2 separate regions of the Mus musculus genome follow, and region 2 is linked to region 1. Evidence: chromatin contacts called from public HiChIP or PLAC-seq data. All regions are on one chromosome and are shown on one strand. The core of a region is the stretch at or near the end of the contact, and the rest is flanking DNA. Distances in the headings are between cores, read along the strand shown.

What was found. HiChIP or PLAC-seq counts read pairs in DNA pulled down with a chosen protein or histone mark.
Region 2: a contact with region 1 is called in an H3K4me3 HiChIP or PLAC-seq map of intestinal villus epithelium, with 5 times the contacts expected there. The contact joins the enhancer-like site here to the promoter of Eps8l3 in region 1. A contact is called at or near these places in 15 of 39 promoter capture datasets (the 3T3-L1 cell line, the C10 cell line, the HPC-7 cell line and 11 more), 2 of 15 datasets of contacts at CTCF or cohesin (the NIH/3T3 cell line and large pre-B cells), 2 of 115 datasets of contacts at active chromatin or transcription factors (embryonic basal ganglia and intestinal villus epithelium) and 1 of 9 other capture datasets (pancreatic islet).

Annotation. Positions count from the first base shown.
Region 1 is chr3:107,874,458-107,880,666 of GRCm38.p6, reverse strand. Eps8l3 (EPS8-like 3) reads right to left here and starts at 3,437. Exons shown (of 19, transcript NM_133867.2): 1 at 3,301-3,437; 2 at 1,266-1,320; 3 at 1,062-1,126. The coding sequence starts at 1,296.
Region 2 is chr3:108,111,681-108,118,299 of GRCm38.p6, reverse strand. It overlaps Gnai3 (guanine nucleotide binding protein (G protein), alpha inhibiting 3), which reads left to right. Exons shown (of 9, transcript NM_010306.3): 5 at 2,409-2,537; 6 at 5,698-5,827; 7 at 6,212-6,365. Among named protein-coding and RNA genes, the nearest start is that of Gnat2, 22 kb to the right of the region's middle. Within about 2 kb of position 4,114, at least 21 of the 459 cell types and tissues checked have an H3K27ac peak or open chromatin away from gene starts, as enhancers often do. A contact at or near this core is called in intestinal villus epithelium and liver, where this site is marked.

The sequences.
Region 1 (6,209 bases), core at 2,188-4,687:
TCAGGAAGATGAGGTATCCTCTTTCTGACTCTTGCACAGAAAGAGCTAAAGCACTCTTAGGTTCCCTCCAAGTCCTTGCCTTCTGCTGGACCCATTGTTTGGCAGCTTTCCCCTTAGCCACCCTCCTCTCTTCCCACAGCCAAATGTTGGCTTCTTGAATCATCTTCCATTTACCCCAGGCTCCCCCCAGGCTCCTGTTGGAGACAATCAGTCTAACTCCTGCCCCTGGACTGTCAATCCTCACTCCTGGCCAGCTGCCTTCTGTGGCCACACTGCCCCTAACAGCAGAGCCCAATAGCCTGTTGCTCTGAGCATGTCCCCTCTTGTTCTTGCCTGATGGCTCTCAATGAAGCCAATTCCCAGCTCCACTCTACAGAGAAGCTGAATAGTGGCTGGGGAGCCCCTTCTCCACTACACTGTGAGTTTCCTACCTGTCTCTTAACACCCGAGGCTACTGGGGTGGGGGTGGGTTCTGTCTACTTCCTACCCTCCCCCATGCACTGTGGCCCCTACCATGTCCTAGTTGAACACGTTCTTCTGACCACATCCTTGTAGTTTTAAAGCCAATTAAAATGACCAGATCTCCAAGTACCAGCTGTCCACTTGGGTGGGGCCAAAGACTCCATCCCAGTAGCTTGACCTTGTCTGGGAGCACAGGATGACTCTCCCCTCTGTGACACTGGCCCTTAGAGCTGCAACCCTCATACCTTTTTCCTAGCAGCCCTGTGCAATCCTGAACCAAGTGCAGGAGGTAGGTTGGAAACCAAGGGAGATCAAAAGGATAGCTTTCTATGGCTCTTGACTATTTACACTGTCGCTTCCATCTAGGGACCCAGCACCCGTTTTACAACCTCTAACTGGGCCTGCTCTGCCCACCCTGGAACTATCCTATACTCCCCTTGGCTTGGCAGACATTTAGGTCTCAAGATAGGTAAGTCTGACTCCATAGAGTTCAGTCAAGTTGAGCTGTTGTGTCAGGGTCAGGCATCTATTTTGGTAAGGCAAGTGTATACACAGGAACCCTAGCTTTATTCAGAAACTGCCTGGGCCCCAGTACTCACCTCCACCCTGTGCTGTAGGAGGGTAGGTTCTGAGGCCATACTCTGGGAATATTCCTTCCGGTGCACTGTGGGTACAAAATCAAGGGCAGGGGCCAGAAGAAGGGAGGTGAGGCTCGGACAATTGCAGGGACAGTAGAGAAGATGGGGTTTGGAAAGCTTGGCCCAGAGTGAGGCTGAGCAGGGCAGGGAAGGCAGGAAGCTTACAGTAGATGGCTCTGCTGCTGGGCCGGGACATGGTGACACTGCTGAGGGCAGCTTCCTAGAATCACAATGAACCAGAGACAGTCATTAGACTAAGGAACAGGAGGAATACAAGGCCTGGCTGCTGTTGCTCTGACCTGGGGACTCTGTGACCAGAACCGAAACCCTTGACTCCAGGGGACCTATCTAGAGCCATCTGATGTCCTGCCCAAGAGGTCCTCATCTTGTTAGGTTTGGAGGCCAGTGGAGGAAGGGCCTTCCTGGGAGCACTACATGGACGGCTTCCCATATTTGATCTGGGTTCAGATGTGAAAGATACCATGAATGAGTTGCTTCTGTTGGGAGAGCAGAGGCCTCAGCTGCAGTAGCAAGCCTCTTGTTTTAATTCTGCAAATAGGGAGGACACTCCCAGCTAATGACCCTGCCTGGTAGAATGTATTTCAGTGGTGTGTGTGTGTGTGTGTGTGTGTGTGTGTGTGTGTGTGTGTGTGTGACAGAGAGAGAGAAAGAGAGAAAAGAGAGACTGTGTGTGAGACTTTGTGTGTATGTGTTGTGAGAGAGAGACTGGGAGAGAGACTGTGTGTGTGTGCATATGTGTGTCTCTATATGTTAGACAGATTTAGAGATAGAAGACAGACAGACATTTATACGGAGTGAGGTGTGCTCTGTGGAACTTGCTTGGGACCTACACTCATCTGATGTCTGACTACCACTCCTGCCTCATTTCTTCCTGGTGCTTCCAGATTTTCTCCCAGAGACTCTCCCCCACCTGAACTCTAAATGCAGCTCACAGCCAACTATCTGGTAAAGCTGTCTTTAACCACCACCTGCTCAGAGTATTTTCAGCATTGCTCAATCCTCTCTGACAACAGTAGTGGTCACCGCAGCCCTGACAGAACTCCGAGCCCACTGCCAAGCCTCTCCTGACCCTACCTCTTAAGTCTTCACCTCCATCCATCCACTGGTACTTCTCCAGCACCAATTGGTGAGCACAGCTTTAAGGGGTTTGCCTCAGTGACCCAGCTAGTACTCAAAACAACCCCAGAGCTGAAACTGTTATCCGAGAGGACAACAGGCCTAGAGTCACTCTGACTGTTTAATAGGGAAGTGAACCAGAACTCTGTGGCTTACAAATGTGTCCCTGTCACTAGGTGGTGGGTCATGGGGGCAGGGGAAGGCTAGAACACACATCTTTTGAAATGGAGTGGAGTTAAACGTCCAGCATTTGTGTGTGCTGGGTGTGTGTATGTGTCAAGAGAATGTGTTATCCGTGGCCATGGTTTTGAGTGCCTTCATGCATCGATCTGTTTGGCGCACTAGGGTTCTTTGTAACCCTGGAATATCCCGACCAAAGTGTAAGGAAGCACTCACACCCATTTATTGGGACTGTTATGAAAATAACAGAGAGTGGATAAGATGACTCACAGATGGAAAAATTATTCTCCAAGTGAGCATCATGGGAACACAGAGGAGGCGGCTAATCTCTGTTCCCTGTGGGGAAAACCCCGATCCTAGATAAGAGCAAAGAGTGTTGGAAGCCTGACTCTCCCCTCTGCCTTTCCTCGCCTCCCTAGGCAGTGGCGTTCAATTCCTGCTTCTAAATGGAAGGAAAAAAAGAGCCCTTTTCTGATCAGCCCTGCCCTAGTCTTTCACATCAGAATGGTCCCTGTAAATCACCAGGTGTTCCTGTGGGCTGGTAGAGATAATTCAACAGCTACTACTAAAGATACTACACCCCAGGGCTGGGGGTGCTGTTTGACCTGCCTGGGCCCTTTTAGTGCCAGGCATTGGCCTTTGCTCTCCCTTGTGTAGGTGTATAGAGCAAGGAAGGGGTATTTACAAGGCTGACCTAGGGGAAAAGCCTTCTAGAGCTCCTTGCCTTTTCTGGTCTCCAGCAGGTACTAAGTTCCTGAGGCTAATCCTTGCTCGTGAATCTAAGAAGACACTGCAAGATGCCCCAACTCTAGGAAGCCACCGAGATGTCCATGTTGGCCCCAGGATCACCAATCCTTGCTATTCACTGGAAATAGGCTCTTACCTGGTTGCCAGTGCCGCCTGGTGTTTGGTCCCCCAAGGAGTCTGATGCTTGAGCCAGTGGTCCACTAATGTTGGAGGGAGCTCTGTTTGGCTTCTCTGCCAGCGCCTCAGGCAGAGACCTACTGGTGATCAGGTGGCCTGAGAGCCAGGAAGCAGGCTTTGAGGAAGCCACACCTGTGGTCTTTGGACTCTAGAGGGTGGAGAGGCCTTTCAGGCCACCAACCGCACAGCACGGTAGTGGACCTGAGGAAGTGTCTGTGCTGACAGGTGCCAGAGCTTTACCCGAGACCCCTGCTCTCCAGCTTCTTCCTTGTTGGCCTCTGACCTCAGGTGTGGCCCCTCATCTCCCTACCTTTTACATATCTCCTCGGGAGGCCCCTGGGTTAGCATTAGGTACTGGGGCCACAAACAAGAGAAGGCACATGTGGTCTCCTAAGCCTAGTTTCTGAGTTAGGGACAGGCCACTGATGGACCATAGGCTCAAGAAAAGCTTTGGGTTGGAATGTGTGTTTTATGCTTCTGTCCTGCATCCATGAGTGTGGGATTGTGTGTGCCCAAGTCTTGCCCATGAATAGGACATGGCCTGCCAGAGAAGTTGGGGTAGGCTCAGGGTCACTTGGGTATGACAAAGAGGGCTATTTCATCCTGGCCACATCCACCTGTCCCTTCTCCCCTCTGGTCACACTTGTTCTTTACTCTTTCTTCTTCACCTTGCCCCATGCCCCCCAGGCCCTAATAGATGCCTTCAAACTAAGGCCTCCCTTTGCTATTCAAGAACCTGCTAGTTCCTGCAAGTTGCTTTGTTTAAAAACCTCCTGTGGTACCTGGAGCAGGCCAGACTTTTTACCTCCTGGAAACTCCCAGCTGGATGTAGGAGCTCAGACATAGACAGCAAAGGAATTAAGGCAGAAGTAGAAGGAAGCAGAGAGGGGCAGGGATGCTCATGTGGGAGCTAAGCCTCTTGGGACAGAGTCGCAGGCCCTGCTGGGGTTAGGATCTGTGGAGAAGACTCCCACAGATCATATAACTATAGCCTGCAGTCAGGAATGTGTCCTTGGCTTCCTCAGGACCAAGTGAGAGATGATGTCCTGCTTCCCCCAGTCATCCAGTATTGTCCTCATGGCCTAGAGTCCAGGGCTTGGACCTAGGAGGGACTTCTCCCAACTGAATTGCTGTGAGCCCCCAGGAAGGTCCTTTGGGCAGCCAATTTCTGGGGCCTAGAGGTCAAACTGCCTGTTTGGTCAGCATCTCGCCACCATCCTGTGTGAACTAGCCCCCTAGACCTCCCTGGGCCTTCTGTTGGTTTGTACCACTTTCAGGTTTGAATAGCCTTAATTTGTTTATTTATTCTTAAAGGCCAATCATATTCCATTCTCAGGCTGGGTTTGGGTGACTAACCAGGACTTCATTCTTCCCAGCTCAGACCAGGCCCTGTCCTTCCTAAGGGTCTTTCAAGTCAATGTAAGCACAGCAGGGATTCCTGTAGGATACCTGGAAACAGGGTAGGGCAGGGATTCAACACATAACAGAGACCTAGCTGACATCTTTGGGCAGAGAAGGATATTGTAACACCAGGAACTCTCAGGATTGTGAACGCCATGGTCCTTTGGGTGTCCACCAGGCAGGAGCCTTGTAGCCTAGGAAGTTTCGAGGCTGGGGCTGGAGCTTTTTGGTGCTAGGTATTATGGAAATTGGCTAAAACAGGGCATTAGGAGGCATACAGAGGCCAGGCTACTCACCCCAGGGATGGGGAAGGGCGCTTCTTTGGGAAGACAGTTTGGGTCCCAAGCAATCCTGACTATGGAATGAGGAGGTGGGGCTTGGGTGGGAAGGAAGTAGAACCTGAGAGAATCTCCCTGGAATTATGAGGCTACAGAGACTGGGGGAACATCCATCATCAATTTATTTATTCCTCAGCTTCCTGCCAGGCACCATGCCAGGTGCTAGAACACACACTTGTGAGTCACAGCCGCTTCAAAATACAACCTGAGTTCATCACCTCCCTCCAAACATCCCAGGCTCCTCTGCCGTGGTCCCACCTCCGTGTGTCCCAGCGGGGAGCTACAGTCCTTACTCCTCCTTCAGCCCCTACATCAGCCAGCCCCATCACCTCGTGGGTGGGCTCCTCCTCTCCCACTCTGTGGCCATCTCCTTCAGGTCCCCAGAATGTCTGCCTCTGGCTACAACAGTCCAATAACTTGGCATCTTACCTCCACCCTTTTCTTATTCATGCTTCCCCCTTGGCTGTGAGTGGATGGGGACCTCCCTTGAGTGGGGATTTGGTTATTCATTTTTGAACCCAAACCACTTCAGCACCCCTTACAGCAGCTGAGGCCCTCTGAAGTCCAGGCTCCTGCTGTAAATACACCTTATCTCCCACCACCCAATGCTAGTTGCACTTTACCCTCCACTTGGAGGACATCTTGTAATTCTATTTGAGTCATGCTTTGCACCTGACTAGGCGCTGTCTGTGCCCGGATTACTGATCGGAACACATGCTGTACTTCAAATCTTCGGATGACTCTTGCCTTCTAAGAAATCTCCTTCTCCCTGCCTAGGGATGTGATGATTCTGGCCTTTGGCTGCTGCATGTGTCATTTTATGAGTGCCTGCATCACACTCAGGGCTGTGACCCTATCTCTGAGTCTCTATGACAACTGCGATGAGAAGAGAAGGAGTTGTAAACAAATGTTGCATGGTGGTATGGAAGGCACAGGCGGCCATGCTCTGTCTGTTTGGGTGCATCAGAAAGACACAGAAAGAGGAGGAACTGATGGTGTCAACCCTTCAGGCCAGAAAGGAAGTGGGGAGGGGATGTTGGGTAGAGGCTATAACAATTCTTTTGGGTAAGGAGAGAAAATGCATGGTGAGAAGTTTTGAGTAACCATATCCCAAACTTATCCACCCCCT
Region 2 (6,619 bases), core at 2,865-5,364, 240 kb before region 1:
TAAGTGATTTTTTTTTTCCTTTGAAACTGTGATAGACAATAAGTTGGTAACTGAGCAGTGGTGGTACACACCTTTAACCCCAGAACTTGGGAGGCAGAGGTGGCCGGATTTCTGAGTTTGAGGCCAGCCTGATCAACAGAGTGAGTTCCAGGACAGCCAGGACTATACAGAGAAACCCTGCCCCCGAACAAACAAACAAATAAATAAATAATAATTTGGTGACTCTAGAGAATGTTCATTGCCTATCCTTAAGGAAATGTTTAAGTACTAATGTCCAAAAGTTTGTAGGATCCTGTATTACAGTTGTCTCACTTTAAGGTTATCTCAGAGATCTATTTATAATAAGCAAGTAAAGTTGAGACATCTAGATGCCCTCCGTATAGGACAAAGCACTGATAGCCAGCTAGAGGGGTAACACCCCATTACACACACTCACTCTCACTCACACACACACACACACACACACACACACACACACACACATACAGAGAGCTGCCCCACCCCTTGGTTATTATTGTACTTGAGACTGGATCTCACTGTGTAACTCTGGCTGGCCTAGAACACACAGAGATCCCCCTGCGCTGCCTTACATGCTAGGATGAGATGTGCAGCACCACCACGGGTGTGCCAGTCCTTTTATACTCGATGTACTGTGAGGTTTTCTGGTAGTAGTCATTACACTTAACCTTTTGTGAATGTGTGTTGTACTAGGGATTAAACCAAAGCCTCGTGCATGTGGGGCAAAGGCTCTACCACTGAGTTTCCTCCTCAGCCCTCTTGATTGTTTGAGACACAATCTCGCTCATGCTGACATTGAACTCATTCCGTAGCCCTGGCAGGCTTGAGTTTCTGACCACTCTGCTTCAGCTTTCCGAACAGCTGAGATGACAAGCCTGTACCACAAAACCCAGCACCGTGCACCTCTCCTGCCAGACTGCGGTGGTGGCTTCTGTGGGATGAGGACATTATCATACAATAGAATGAAGCCTTTCTTTATCAAGGAAGCTCACTTGAGTGTTAGTTTTAGAGAATTGGTAACTAGTACTTTTATTCACTGCTACATTTGATCCCATTTTGACCCCCCGACACATTTATATATTCATGCTGTAGTTTTAAAGTTTACTTTTGGGGGACCTGGTGAGTACTTGACATCTGTACCTCCTGCCCCCCACACCCCGCCCCCCGCCCCCCGCCCCAATCAAGATAAAGGACTTTTGGTTGTTAAGGTATTTTCTCTAGCCTTATATTTTCCCATTCTCATTCTGTCACAATTGTTACAAGAAATGGTATATATAAATGCTATTTATAAAGCTTACTTATAATTTGACAAACAATAAAAGGATTCTTGCTGTCTTTTTAAAACTAAGATTATCTTTATGTGCGTATACTGGTAGTTTAAGCAATTCAGTGGCTATCAGAGGTAAATTTTTAATCGTTTCTTCTGTCATCCATTGAGTAAGCTCTGACTCGCCAAACTACATGTTATTTATAAAGTTGGGTCCCTCTGTCACTGTTCATCCAAGCTCAACTCTGTTAATGGTGGTATTTGGTTTGTAGATGATCTGAATGGCACACTTAAAGTAGTGCATCTGCTCTTTTTTTTTTTTTTTTTGGTCTGGAATCAGTGAAGATTTAGCCTTTGTCTTTCCCCTACTCTCTTCCCCCTTTTTTTGAAATGGGGTCTTGTTACATAGCCCAGGCTGGCCTGAAACTTTGTATCTTCCTGATTTGTCTCAAACATGTGGCCTCTTGCCTCTGCATCCTCGGGTGCTGGGTTTATAAGCCTATACTCACATATCCACCTATATTCTCACTGAATGTAGTTCTTCTCATTTTCATATCAAGTATCATTCTTTAAGAAGCTGTCAAATAGTTATGTATGCAGCTGACATAAATTTAAGTATCCAAGAACTTTTAACTTTTTGTTATTTTATTTTCATATGGGTCTTGCTCTGTAGCCCAGACTTACCTGGAATTCATGGGGTCCAGGGTTACAGGTCTTTGTCACAATCCCAGTTTGATTTTGTTTTTTCTGCTCTATAGTGCATAGCTCACTTCATATTAGATTTAGCAATAATACAATTGCCATGTTTTTAAAATTTGCTTTTACGGTATATTTAAAACCATTCTTGTTACTGTGTGTAGAACCTATTAATTTCCCCTATACTTGATTCACTTTTTTCACTCATTCTATGATACTGAAGATTTAATATTTTTCTGCCCTTCAGTGAGTTTCAGGGTACCTTTGTTTGTTGTTTGTTGGCACTTGGGATTGAACCTAGGCCTCACATGTGCCAGTACTTAGCCAGTCACAGAATTGACTTTTGCCAAGCTGCTAGTTTGGTCTGTTGATTTGTCATGTCCATGGTTGACTTTACCAAGTAAAAACCAATATGCATTTTATTTAGCTACCTAAATGATTTGGATAGAATATCCCAGACCAACTACATTCCAACTCAGCAAGATGTTCTTCGGACAAGAGTGAAGACTACAGGCATTGTGGAGACCCACTTCACCTTCAAGGAACTCTACTTCAAGTACGTCATAGCCTGTTCTTGCCTGGGTCTGGCACAAAGAACCAAAAGTTTTTTTGCTTTTGTTTTTGAGTCAAGATCTCATGATGTAAACCTGGATGACCTAGTTCTTGCTGTGTAGACCAGGGTGGCCTCAAGTTTGCATCTTCCACCTCTGCCTGCTGAGTGCTAGGGTTGCAGGTGTATACCACATGCCTGGCTTACTGACTCCCCTTAGTTAGCCTCTCTGTCTGGGGGTAAGATCTTTGTAAGCAGTGTTCCTTGGTTTAGAAACTTAATATTTAAGAGCCATTAGCTCAATGTTTTATCTGATTACACCCCACACATTTATTTATTTTTCTCCTCCAGATAGCATCAGTATTTAGAGAAAATTAAATGTAAAATTAAATAATAGTTTACCTACCATTAGAATTCATTATACAATTATCATTTTGTGTTTGTTTACATTTTCAGCACGCTTTTGTTAGTTGCCAAATAGGTATTGACTATTGCTAGAAGGATCAGAGCGTACTAAATAGGTAGAAAATAACGTATAGATGGCTTCATCCTGACGTGCTGACGTGCTGACAGTAAAACAGGACTATTTCTTAGCAGCACCACTCCTCTCAGACGGCTCCCCTTCCCGTTAAGGTTAATGGGCCAGAGCTAAGCTTGGGGGCCTTGGGTTTGTACATGCACAGCATCATGCTCAATTAAGTTTGTAGTGCAGGGCAAAATAGGCCTGGGATTGAGGTGTTTTAGAGAGGTGATGATGACGTAGACAGTAAAGGACATTCTAGTGTTTGCAGAGAATTTTCTCATAGCACCAGCAATTCCAAGAAAAAGCCTCTGCACTTCTTTTTGTTAATAGTCTTTTAAAAATTACTAAAACTGTTTTTGGTTCCTTTTTTCTGTGTTTGTAACCTTTGAGGTTAGCAGTAACCTTTTCTCCTTTAGTGTGTGTTCAGTGTTTAAGAAGTACCTGGTGCCGGGCATGCCTTTAATCCCAGCACTTGGGAGGCAGAGGCAGGCAGATTTCTGAGTTCGAGGCCAGCCTGGTCTACAGAGTGAGTTCCAGGACAGCCAGGGCTACACAGAGAAACCCTGTTTCGAAAAAACAAAACAAACAAACCAACAAAAAGAAGTGGATTTGAAACCTGATGAATGGTTTCGGGTAAATGGGCTGCTTATCTTAAATACTGATGAAGTTACTTAACAAAGTCCGCAGAAGCTATACGAATTACCCTGTGAAGCCATAGGAAGGAAGTGTCTCTGTATACTGTAAAATTAGTAATTCAGCCGGGCGTGGTGGCGCACGCCTTTAATCCCAGCACTCGGGAGGCAGAGGCAGGAGGATTTCTGAGTTCGAGGCCAGCCTGGTCTACAAAGTGAGTTCCAGGACAGCCAGGACTACACAGAGAAACCCTGTCTCAAAAACACCAAAAAAAAAAAAAAAAAAAAAAAATTAGTAATTCAGTTCTAATTAAATACCAAAACCATTTTTCATTGATGTCATAGGTTGATCTTTAGCTAGGTAACTATCTTTCCATGCCAGGATCAGTAGCCAAGATTAAAGTGCCACAAGTACTTTGTTTTGGCATGTAGATGTCTTAGTATGAAGTACTGTCACCTCTTCATTCTCTTCCTTCTCTAGGCAAAACCACTATCCATTTATTCAAACATTTACTGAAGTATTGCAAGGCATTGTGTAATTGCTTTGAGTTATGAGGAAATGTTTATACAATATTGATGTTAGTGAATAATACTGTGTTACTAGGTACTAAAAGCCAGCTTTGGGACTTCATAGCATCTCTTTGTCTTATGGACGTTATAGAAAATGGGGATGTAAACTGGAATTATTAGTGTACTAATGTGCCTGTCTTTGTAAGATTTTTATGGTGAAATGTTAGCCGTTCTATAGCCTACAACATGACCCTGGATTAAGGCCAATCTGTTTAGCTGTCATGCAAGACCAAAGGTTGCAAAGAACAGCAAGATCCCCGAAAGGAAGGGTTGGGTCAGGAAGAAAGAGGATGCATGCTCACGTCATTCGGGAGGTCACGTGGACTTTCCTTCTCTTGGTCTACAGGGAAATCACGTGGACTTTCCTTCTCCTCATCTGTAGGGGTGAAAAAAATCTCAGCAAATTTAGACCCCAGGCTACTGAAGATTTCACTCACTAGAGCAATGTAGCAAAAAGCTTTATCATTGCTATCAGATATAGATCTTGAGAGAGTGTGAGCATTTGAGTACTGACCCCATCTAGACTCAGGTATTGACTAAAAGACAAAGTAGGACAGCTGTTCCTGTCAATGTAGGAAGTAAGGATGGACACTGTTGGTACAAACTTAGCAATTAGGAGACTAAAACAAATCCAGATTAGAACATAGGGTGTGAGCAGCTTCCCTCCCCGCACCCCCACCCCCACCCCCACCCCCACCCCCGTGCTGCTGCTGCTGCTGCTGCTGCTGCTGCTGATGATGATGATGATGATGATTAGGCCCAGGCAAGCTTTGGTGGTGTTGGGGAATACTTGGTTACTTAGTTACTTTTAAGACAGTTGCTGTGTAGTGCAGGCTGGTCTTGAACTTGCTGTTCTTCGAGCTCAGCCTCCTAAATGCTGAGATTATAGTCATTCTTCCTAAACCTAGCACAAGATCTCAAATTCTTAAAGCCTGATATCAAATTTAATTTTTTCCCATAATTCTCTTCATATGTTTTTCATTAACACAGGCAAATAAACTTTGAGCTCAGATGCAAGGTGGGTATTCAGAACAAACCAGTTTAAAAGTCAGAGTGGGACTATGGAAAGTATATAGAGACAGGACTTAGAGTGCCAGATGGTCTAGGGTAATGCCTGGCACCATGGTAAACACGGAACAAATAGCAGTTGTCATGGCTACCGTTATCTTAAGCCTTACTGTTGAGCTCTTCTTCCTTTAGTCCTTTTTAGTTCTTAACTCTGCTGACTTTGGCACCTGTGTTGAAAGGGGGAGGTTCAGCTGTGGCCTATACTTTTAACCACTGACAATGGTTTAGACACATTGATTTGCTTCTTGTCTTTGTTACAAATGGGGTTTGAGTGTGTGATAATGGAGAGGTTCTAACCACGACAGTCTCGAGAGAAATAACTATAAGTGTGACATTACTAAATCTGTGCTTTTTTTTTTTTCCCCTTACTCAGAATGTTTGATGTAGGTGGCCAAAGATCCGAACGAAAAAAGTGGATTCACTGTTTTGAGGGAGTGACAGCAATTATCTTTTGTGTGGCTCTCAGTGATTACGACCTTGTTCTGGCTGAGGATGAGGAAATGGTATGTTGACGATTGGGGTAGAAAGTCCATCTGATACAGCTAGGAAGTGAGCGTGACTCAAGGAAGACGGGTGCCACTGCTGGCTCACGGAACCAAAACTTAATGCCCTGTATTTTCTTGTCAGTGGGGCTAGAGTTCCCAAATCCTTGTTCCATTGCACATTTGCTCTTGGTAGCCACATTGTGTGCACAGGATTGCATCTTGTCATCTTCTTAACCCCTTACCCCAAGAATTATGCAAATCAGGACTGACTAGGCTTCAAGTCACATTAGGACCTACTCTATTTCCATGAATTCAGTTTGTTGTTTTAAAACTTCTTGGTATGTGAACTAATCTGCTTTTTATTCTTGCTGCTAATCTGTCATAACCATGTTTGTTTTTCAGAACCGAATGCATGAAAGCATGAAATTGTTTGACAGCATTTGTAACAACAAATGGTTTACAGACACTTCAATCATTCTCTTTCTTAATAAGAAAGACCTTTTTGAGGAAAAAATAAAGAGGAGTCCATTAACAATCTGTTATCCAGAATACACAGGTAAAGGGCGTGAGGTGCTGTTGGAGGTGTGCATCGTAGGTCAGTGCTTCCCAGCTGCCATCAGCTGCCCCAGGACTCATGCAGGACTCATGCACTCACTCACAGTGGGCGCAGCAGTAAGCATCTGAAGAAACGCCATTAAGTTTCGAGTGTGACTTCAGAGATCAGTGTCCTCACTTTGGAGGAAAATGAAATACAAACATGAAATTTTGGCATATGTCCAAAGAGATATAAAAACAAACTTTTTAATGAAA